Linked DNA regions of Zea mays: region 1 is linked to region 2. A link is a contact called in public Hi-C data. All regions are on one chromosome and are shown on one strand. Each heading gives the region's core, a stretch centred on a gene start, on an enhancer-like site or on the middle of the called end of the contact. The rest is flanking DNA. Distances are from core to core; before and after follow the strand shown.

The links. A called contact is a pair of places that touch in the nucleus more often than the background predicts.
Region 1: a contact with region 2 is called in a Hi-C map of leaf, with 5 times the contacts expected there. The contact joins the promoter of LOC103646132 here to the promoter of LOC100280027 in region 2. A contact is called at or near these places in 6 of 25 Hi-C or Micro-C datasets (bundle sheath, ear, leaf and 2 more).

The regions. Positions count from the first base shown.
Region 1 is chr2:23,119,951-23,125,208 of Zm-B73-REFERENCE-NAM-5.0, reverse strand. LOC103646132 (homeobox-leucine zipper protein HOX22) reads left to right here and starts at 3,679. Exons shown (of 2, transcript XM_008670850.4): 1 at 3,679-4,214; 2 at 4,346-5,138. The coding sequence starts at 3,780. The coding sequence ends at 4,696.
Region 2 is chr2:22,978,696-22,983,770 of Zm-B73-REFERENCE-NAM-5.0, reverse strand. It overlaps LOC100280027 (ELMO/CED-12 family protein), which reads left to right and starts at 3,390. Exons shown (of 9, transcript NM_001152971.1): 1 at 3,390-3,746; 2 at 3,857-3,969; 3 at 5,034-5,075. The coding sequence starts at 3,662. It overlaps LOC111590822, which reads right to left and starts at 2,151. Exons shown (of 2, transcript XM_023301603.1): 1 at 1,910-2,151; 2 at 1,266-1,824. The coding sequence starts at 1,975. The coding sequence ends at 1,417.

The sequences.
Region 1 (5,258 bases), core at 2,430-4,929, 140 kb before region 2:
AGAAGATTCACGTAACCGTCACCGTTCCATCCCGTTGTCATCTCTAACTTTGCGGAATTATTTTTGCCTGCTTCTGTGCTACTCTTCTGTGCTACTGGTAGCGGTGCCGACGTCATATTCCAAAACATGTCTTGGAGATATGTTTTTCTAATACGCAAGGCCTCCTTGAGACTGTCTTGAACAACGTCCTCTAAATTTCGTCCTCTAAAAGAATATTCTCTATCATTTACAGTGTCATCTAAAATATGTAGTCCTCTATATCTTCTTCATCTCCAGCAACATTCTCTAAATTTGGTCCTCTATATCTACAGTGTTAACAAAATACATAAACTATCTTATTTATTCTTTTTTATTGCACTTGGTTTCAACGTACAGCTATAGAAATTGCAGTATTAATAATTATTCAATAATAAAAATTTGTGAACGTATAAATCAGAGGGATGCATGGCAGCAATAATACATAATTATTCTAAACAACAGATTGAGCCGAAAACTCACATGGACTGAACAAAAAAAATAGCAGCAATGCACGACATGTCTCATGGACATTCCATCAAACACCTCATGTGCACTAACGATATCAACATGGAGGAACCCATGACCTCATGGCTAATCTGATCCAAGCTGAAAAAAGAGAAATTGAACCCAACAAGACAAGGGGAGGTTTCATTCAACGGCTTGGATCTGGGACCGTAGCTGCAAAAAAAGAGAAATTGAACTCAGCAAGGCAAGGGAGGCTTCATGCAATGGTGGCATGCCGTGCCGTCGTTGGGTCTGAGCTGTTGCTGTCGGTGGCAGTAGAGAGCGCGGCCATGAACGTCGCTGCTGAGCTCGCGGCACCTTGTTGGACTTGCTCTTGCAATCTATGGCGGTGCAGGAGTGGGAGGAGATTGGCCTATGATGCGACCTGAGTACGAGGGGAAGGTTCCGCCTCGGCACGGGAGGAAGAGGAAGCGGCGGATAGCGGACGTCCGAGAACCTTCAGATTTAGCGTGTCCTGTGACGTGCGCTATTTTTAGCGGACGCTTTACCGTCCGTTATTGGATACGTAAAGGAGCTCAATGTCATCTAAGTTTAACGAACAGGACTATATACCGGTTCTTGTTGGAGACAGTCTGATAGGAAAATATGCGCTATCATTGGAGGTCAAACTTAGAAAAAAAAAACAGAACCGCAAGCAATCTGGTATGACCAGGCGAGCAGCTAATCAACTATAGTATTTTAAAATTTTCTGATGATTAGTGCGATTTTTTTTGGTTAGTACGATTCAGTGCAGTCCCTATATATAGAGCTGTACAGTGCAGCCTTGGGAAGCAACCGAGGCATTGTTGTGCGAATTGGTAACGTGTTTCCCTGCTTCTGAAATTCACTGTTCTAGACAGGTACAGGCATGAAGCCCAGCACATGTTGGCGGAACGTACACCTGTGACACTCGAAATGACAGACAGAAGCGACCAACACTGACGGAAAACGGAATGTCCCAAATGTCACACTACAGTATCTTGAGCAAAACCTTGTGGGTCATGCATGGCAGGGAACTTGCATGAGCACGATAAGAAGAGCTTTCGAAGAGGTCGATAATGAAGGAAATATGAAAATCACGCATGTCTCCTCGCCACCCCAATCCCAAGCGCAGCTACAGCTACAGCTACTGATTCATATTTCTGCATCGACATGGACCACGCGGAATTAAACCAGGACCCTGGCTTGTGCGATCCACGGTGCAGCGCGGGCGGGTAGACAGAGAGAGGCCAGGCCGCCAAGCAAGGTCTGGTGGCCACGCGGTCGCGCGCGCGAGCCAGCTTCCGATCCTCCACGCCGCCGACGACGACGCGCGCGCGACGCTGACCCTGGGCCCCCGCGCCACTCGGCGCGCGCCATGTGTCCGGCGCGGGGCGGCCAGGCGTCGCCGTCAGGGGCGGGCCCGGCGCCGCTCGCTCCCCCTCGTCCACCTTCTCATCCTGCCCCTGGTCCCGGCCCGGCCGCCGGCAATCAGCCCGCGCTACGCTTCTCTCCTGCACTGACCCGCCGCGTTTATCCTGCACACGTCGCCCTTTGCGGTCGTCGCCCGTGATTAATCGCGGTGGTGACCCGGGGGAAAGCCACTCGGCTGACGCGTGCCCGCGCGCTCGCAGTCGCAGCAGCGGGGACGGGCCGGGGATGGGTCTCATTCTCATCCGCCGGCACGGCACGAAATCGTGTGGCCGCGCCCGGCGCCGCGGGCTGCTTGCGAAACCTGTTTGCTCCTCGGCTCACTAGCTACGTGTACTGGTAATCTGGTATTAGTGCTTTACTCCTCCTGCTGCTAATCATCGCCTGTGGTCTTCGTCTTCGCTAGGGTTGCCGGGTCTGTTTTGTACTGTTGCTCGAGCCGATCACTTGCTTTTGCGGCTCGAGGAAGAAAGAAAGAAACCACCACACACCAAAGCAGTTAATGTGGCGGCCAAACTGGGACTGGGGTAACCACGTAGCCGTTGCGTAGGCAGCTGAGTATGCTAGAGTTCCACGCGAAACTGGTTGTTAATCGTATCGGATTACCGCTTTTTAACTTACCTGATCTGCTAGAACACGCATCATCAGAAGTTGGAAGACGACGACGACGAATAATCCCCTTTTCTTCCATTGGATCGATACACGGAGTCAGATAGGCGGGCCTGCTCCCCGCATGCGCATGCGTAAGCCAGGCTACAGCGTACGTACTTATCATCTAGCCTATCTAATCTTCTTTAGTCATCATGTCGTTTTTACGGCAGGCACACACCGCCTACCACGTACTGCCTGCCAGTAAACGCAACACGACACGGGTCGAACATGAACATGCCTTCGGCGGCACAGTACCGCGCGCGCGCAAGACGGCAGACCACCCGACTGGAGCGAACTGTCCGACTCGTACGTCCCCCGGCCGCCGCAACGGGACAAGCGTGGCGCGCCACCTCGACGACCCTTTCGGAGGAAGCCCCCTTGCACTGCACACCTGGCGCCGGTGACGGCGACCGCGCGCGGCACGGCACGCCCTTCCATCGGACCACATGTTCCAATTGCGCCCGTCTCCGTCCGCGCCCCGCACACCACCTCCGGCGCACACCTTTCCGCCGCCCATTGGCCGCTCGCCGGCGACTCCAGCAATCCAGGTGCTGTTTGGTTCAAAAAATGTAACGCAAATGGTAATGGTAATGGTTTCGGCTCGATTACTGGCGGTAACAAATTTGAATAGGCTGGTATCAAATTTTAGTGTGGTATCTTATTACGGTTGGACTAAAACAAACATGATTTAACGTTATCCGTTACTCATTACGTTACAAATATATAAACCAAACGGCACCCCAGTTCTTCCGTCGGTTATCCCTCCCCCCCGCACTGATCCCTTCCGGTTCCGGCTGAGAAGAGGGTCGGCCCGGCCCACCGGGGCCGAAGAATATCTGGGGCTCGTTCCGATCGCACGCGCCACGTGTCGGGCGCGGATCGCGAGGCGGCCGGATAACCATTGGACGACGGGCCACGGGCCGGATTCCGGACACTTGGCCGGGAACGGAAACAAAAGCGGCTTTGCTTGCCTGGTCTCGCAACGAGCGGGGCGGGCCCTAGGGCTTCTTTTATCCGCAATCGCAAAGGCCACATGTTCGCATCGCCGGACGTGGACACGTAACGCCGCGCGCCGGGTATAAAACGGGGGGCCGAGCGGGACGGTACCACGGAGTCCCGGCCGGCTGGTAGGAAGAACACACACCGCTTCTAGTAGCTATAGCTAGGATCCAACGATCGATCGATCCATCGACGACATGGACAGGCCAGATCACCAGCAGCAGCAGTTCTTCATGCCGACGACGGTGCAGGTGCCACAGCCACAGCAGCAGCAGCAGCAGCTCTGCGTCCCGATGCTCGACGAGCCGCCGTCCTCGTTTTTGGCGGGGAGAGGCGGAGGCGGGGCGTCGGGGAGGGGGGAGAGGAAGCGGCGGTTCACGGAGGAGCAGATACGGTCGCTGGAGTCCATGTTCCACGCGCACCACGCCAAGCTGGAGCCCCGGGAGAAGGCGGAGCTGGCGCGGGAGCTGGGCCTGCAGCCGCGGCAGGTGGCCATCTGGTTCCAGAACAAGCGCGCCCGGTGGCGCTCCAAGCAGCTCGAGCACGACTACGCCCTGCTCCGCGCCAAGTTCGACGATCTCCACGCCCACGTCGAGTCCCTCAAGCAGGACAAGCTCGCACTCACCACTCAGGTAATCACTGTGAACCTCCGATCCGCGCGCACGCGATATCCTTCCTGATAATCTCTGAACATAACATGCTGTACGACAGTCCGTTGCTGCATGACTACTGATCAAAAGTTTGTTCCATGACTACTGACCAGTTGAGCGAGCTAAGCGAGAGGCTGAGGGAGCGGGACGACCGGGCCGCCGCCGCCGGCGGCGGCGGCCGCGAGACGATGGCTAGCAGCAGCAGCTGCATCGGCGGTGGTGGTGAGGAGGAGGCGGAGGACGACAAGAGGAACGTCCTGCTGTTCGGATGCGTCGACATGGAGCCGCCCGCCGAGAGCTGTGTGCTCGTCGGGTCGACGTGCGCGGCGCTGGCCGACGTCTCGGTGGAGTCCGAGTGCGACGACCAGCACCTTCACTACGACGACGAGTTCCCGGAGTCCTACTGCGCCATGCCGGAGCTGTGGGAGCCCTGGCCGCTTGTTGAGTGGAATGCGGTGGCCTGAAATGGAGAGGCTAGTACATAGGCTTAAGGCTCGTGTGTGTGTAACGTACGTGCATGTCGCCGTCGCCGCGCGCCATGGTGCTCTCGACGCAACTGATGGAGAGAACTGGCCGCTTTGTGCCAATGGAGGATGGGGCCAGGCGGTAGGTCGCGGGATTCGGAGCGCGACGGAAACATGGAACTAGTGATCGAGGCATGGCGACCTTTGGAGTTTGGAGGCAAATCACCCAATGCCAATACTGCTTTCTTCCACGCTGCAAAAAATCAACGGTATTGGTTCAGAGTCGCCCGCGGTGGTAGCGAGTTGCACGGCTTGTTGCAGCCTTTTTGTTGGTGTGGTGGTGTTTCGAGGTTTCAATAATCTAATGGAAGGATGGTCGCTTCACAAATATATATTGTATTGTGCGTGTACATTTGAATGTATATATGCTTGCTTGCAAAAAGTCAACCTCGTGATTCTGCAGGATTCTCCGAGCGCGTCGATTACGGTTACTGTACATTTAAATGTAGTCCCTCCACATACTACTTTTTTGTCAAGTAATTTTTTGTCAACATAGCCCTTT
Region 2 (5,075 bases), core at 2,141-4,640:
TTGGCATATGATAAAATATGGCACTGATGCAATAACAAATTCTAATAGCATCGATGAGGGAATATTGTTTGAGGAGTGAAGTGATGCAACTGAAACAATACAAAGCAAATTAATAGAAGGAAGAAAGATTGGGAAATACACTATCAAGTCGTTTGTTGAACTGAGTGAGGTAACAACATGAATATTTTTGTAGCTGAAAAGTTGGAATGTACAAATGTAGAATCCAGATCATATTGGATTTTATTTTATAAATGGGGCTTAGTTGTCACAAAAGAGATGTGTGCTAAAATGAAGTTTATTTTTTAAATGGGGCTTAGTTGTCACAAAAGAGATGTGTGTTAAAATGAGATGTGTGCTAAAACGAAGTTCACAGGGACTTCCTGAACTAAGCGCATTTGACAGCAGTCCTGTGTATGTATATATGGGCAATGACTAATATGCAAGCAACCATTATGTGCAAGCGTGCAAATAGGTCTTTTGGTTCGTTAGATCTAGATCTAACTGTATGCTATATTTAGCATTTAAATCCTTCCACTACCACCTCGTGTAGCTTTATAAAAAAGCCCCTAACAAACTACGATTACACATATGGTTGGATCTAGATCCAACGGACCAAGAGAGCTACTTGCACACTTGCACCTAATGACTGCTTGCATATTAGTCGTTGCCGTATATATGTGCATTCATAGTATAGGACGTATGTTCATATGTTTATTTATAGATAGCAGCATATCGTCGGTCATGTGTACTTGAACACTTATTCTAAGTGTGTATCTATATGTACATAGAGGGAAAAGTATGGTGATTATGGAGGAAATATGGTGGTCATACCTATTGTAGCAGCAATGGTGACCTCTGACAAAAAAAAGTGATCAACTTTATGTGTGGTAAATAGGTATGCACGGTTAGTTATTTCAATGAAACATGGGTGATGGAGTAAAACATGAAACACAAATAGGAAAAATATGAAGGTGTGCGTTGTATCGAGGAACATGGAATAAACATCCTATACTTCAATTGGCAGAGTAAGCACACCTTAATTGGCAGAATAAACATGAGATTTACGGTCTATAGGTCTAGGAGAGACATGTATTTTGGTGAGTATGGAAAGGAATAGGTAACCATTTGTTTACTACAAAACCATACTATCTGTTCTGAATAGAAGTTGTAGGTTGTCCAAATGAACTGCTGCCAGACGTCAATTGTAGGAAGCAAATTATACATGTTTATTGTGACAGCAAACTGCAGAAGGCAAACTGAATGCATTGGCGAAAGGCAACGGCGATAACTAAGCAAAACCAACACGGATTCTAGGAGTCGGAAACAGACTCGAAATCCACCAACGGCAACACTGAACTATCAAATGGTTGGTTCATCTCTGCATATCGTCTGACTCTTTCATATAGTAGGTGAAAATCACACCAAAATTGAAAGGGGAGGGGGGACAATGAGCCGTTTCCAAAGGAGTAAACAAATTCGAAGGAGCATCATCCAGTAAAGAATCCAAATCGACTGGTGCACAGTAATAAAAGTAATTCCTTGTACGATCGCCCGACGATAGCTTGCCTGTAGGTCTGGCCTAGCCAAGGCGTTCGACCGAGAAGGGAGAGCGGGTGGAGGGAGGCGAGTGGCTGGCCGGTTGCCGGCTAGCCTACAGGCCTGGCCCGGCCGTGTGGAGGAGGGGCACTGCGCTGGAGCGATGGAGCCGTTGAGTGTGGCTGCGGCATGCGGAGGCGCTATGCAGAGCGGGACTTTGTGAGAGGGTATGTGCATGCGCCCGTGTGAGGGGTGGGAGGAGAAGCCGTCGAGCCTGATCGTCGCCACCTGTGTGACGAGCGCGAGTAAGGGAGGGAGCGGAATATGAGTGCCGACGTTGAGGAAGATATAGATGTGAGATGCAGAAACGCACCACGGGCATGTGCCTATGTGAGAGGCGGGAGGGGAAGTCGCTGGCGCCGTCAAGCATGAGCGTCATTGCCGTCTCATGTGTGCCGAGCGCGAGAAAGGATGCGGGCGAAGATGAGCATCGTCGTTGCGAGGAAGATGATGGGTGATGCAGAAACCTACTACGCGCCTACGCCTGTGGAAGAGGTGTGAGGGAAAGTCGCTGGCGCCGTCGAGTGTAGGCGTCACCGTCGTCGCCTGCGTGTCGAGGGCAAGTAAGGAAGGGAGCGGAAGATAAGCGTCGGCTCCGTGCCTTCGCTGTAAATAAAAGCGACAAGACGAAATTTCTAGATGCTTGACACATTGATCTTACCTTGGAAGATTCGAACACGAAAGGCAACAGTGAAGAGGACAATCCAGGCTCATTGTGGTCCTTACCGTTTTCCACCGCGCTCTTATCTCACCGTGTATCCGAAATCTGACGGCTGGTAGAAATAGAGCATACGTGGACAGCCTATCATAGCAGGTTTGCGTCAAGCTCTATTATATAGAAATTTGAACATCCTTTCTTTGAAAGTTCGGTTTTCTTGGGGAGGAGGACCGGAGGAGATGGTCGACATGCAGGATTGCAGGATGTCACCGTGCTTTGGTTACCTGGTGCTGGTGGCGTCACTGCCTATGTTGACATCAATGAAGACGGCACACTCTGTATCGGAGTTGGGTGGTACTGGGACGAAGACGAAGGGATCAACCTGGTGATGGAGAGAGACTATGGAACAGATGGGAGGCTCAGGGAGGTTCGTTCGAAAACTGAAGTAGAGCGCCGGTGGTATCAATCAGTTACATAATAACCCAAACATTCTTTTATTTTCTATTTTTCTGCTTTGATAACCTTTGTTTCGAAATAGCAGTGTAGGATCAACATCTGATACACAAAACCTGCCCGTTTGACAGCATTGATGTTAAGCTGTAATTTTTTGTTGCTTCTGTGGAATGTGGATGTTCTGGTTTCATCAATAAGAAAAATAAGCTTTCAATTGCCGTTGTCCTATGCGTCATATTTTATGCTACACAGCTACAGCCACAGAATGACTCGTTCAGAACGTTATATTTTGGCCACTTGCTGTGGAGTATGCTGACAGTTTTTGAGAAACCCACGCTGCATGCCTGCGTCTGATCTAGATCTTCGCCCATTAGGTGACAAGATTGATGACCTTGATCTGTCTTTGACATCTTTTATTCGTCTTTGATAAACTGATTTATCTCTGAACGTCAATATTCTTGAGTGAAATTCAGATCTGGCTCATCTTTTGGGGTCGAAAATTCCACCTGGATACTCCGAGCTTCAGCAGCCACCTTGCTTGAAGTCTCTGGGAGACCGGCACTGACTGAGGTCGTGGGAACGTTTGCTTTCTACGCCAAACGTCTGGCCCAGGCTGAAGCAAGGAAACCGCAATAATTCGCGCCACCATCGGGACGGCCGGACGGGAGCCACGCCAAACTAAGAAACGCCAAGTTGCCAGCCAAACGAACCAGCTAAAACAAGGGGGGGCAGCACCGCGGCGCGGCGCGGCGTGGGGACAGAGCCCTCGTGATCGATCCGTCCGTGGGATCTCGCGCACGCCAGGATTGGAGAGCCGCGGCCTCCCCCCGCCCCAACCAGCCATGGGTTCCCGCGCGGATCGCGGCTCTTAGACGCGGAGGAGGAGAGAGACAGGGGGAGGGGAAGGCCGAGGCCTAGGAGGCGTGGTGCAGCGCGCGAGCGCGTTCGTTCGGCATGGAACAGAACGACGGCTCGTTCCTCGCCGTGCGACGCCTCTCCGGCGGCGCCATCCACCACCATCGCCACCACTCTTCGCCGGGTACGCGCGTGGCGCTGGCGCCGTCGTTTGGTTGCGCTGTTTGCCTTCGTGCAGACTGCAGAGGCTCACGGTTGTGGTTTTCTCCCCCTTCCGTTTTCCTGCGCCCGCAGCTGAGGTCGTGGGCGTGTCCACGGCGTGGATCGGGAAGGGGCTTACGTCGTGCGTGTGCGCGCAGGGGACGGAGAGCGACGGGCGCCTCTCCTTCGATTTGAGTCCCATTCAGGTAAAAGCTCGTTCTCATTCCGTTATTTTATTATTGCTTACTAGATAAATGCCAGGTAAAACTAGTACCATGAATCCATAAAGCGTAAAGTATGAACATGTTTTTGTAGTTTGCGCTGCTGAAACGGTTTTTACTGTTTGAGCTGAAGCTATTTTCTAGAAAATGTTGGTAAATTAGATTCTCCTAGCTATTTTCTAGGGAAGTAAGTTGTCGAGCCTCCCGCCTGTGAACGAGCAAAACGAATCGATGCTAGCGCGGGCACGCCGCACGCGTGTGAGGGAGCGGGGCGTGGGGCAGGCCCACGTGTCGGCGCAGCATAACGGGGTGCGCGGCTAAGAAGGCGGGAGGACGATCGCGGGCGCGCGCACGAAACAGAAACAGGTTGGACGAAAGCCATCCGTAGATATCTCTCTTCGACACAGGGCGTTGTTAACATCTCTGTTTTTTCCCTGCGACATGGGATCATTATGAATGATGAATCCTCCCCTGAAAGTTTGAATATGAACTGGCAATATTGTTATGGGAACATAAAGGGGTTATTTGAGTCCGATAGGAGCGACTGTGGAAGCCGTACTGTCTTTAGCACAATGTATGGTTGGTATTATGATTCGCTCAGAAGGAGGAAAACTGTCATGTAACTGCAATTGCTTCTTCGACAGGTATGGTCTTTTGTGAATTGTGATTGCTTGGTGTGTTCTCCAATGCATAGGGCGATGAAAAATTCTTGCTCTCGTTTTGTTTCATAACGTAGTAGTTTATAATTTTATATGTCGACGTTGGGGCTAGAGACGGGTTAGAGACATTTCCTGTCTTCCTTGTGAATTGATTTCTGAGAAAAGAAATTGAAATATTAAGTTTTATAAAGAGCAATGAGGATGCAAATGTATAGAGAAAGTTTTCATTCCTCGTCCTTATTTTGCGATAATGGAAACATGAAGTAGTGTCATGTCATGCCATGCCATTATAGCATTGATTGCTTTGACACAGCATATCTTTCTGTGATTAACATTGTTTGCCATTGCCTCCATTATGTATTAAAATACACAGGTTATTCTCTGTTGCAGGAAGAGTGCTTGCATAGGTTGCAGAACCGGATAGAGGTGCAG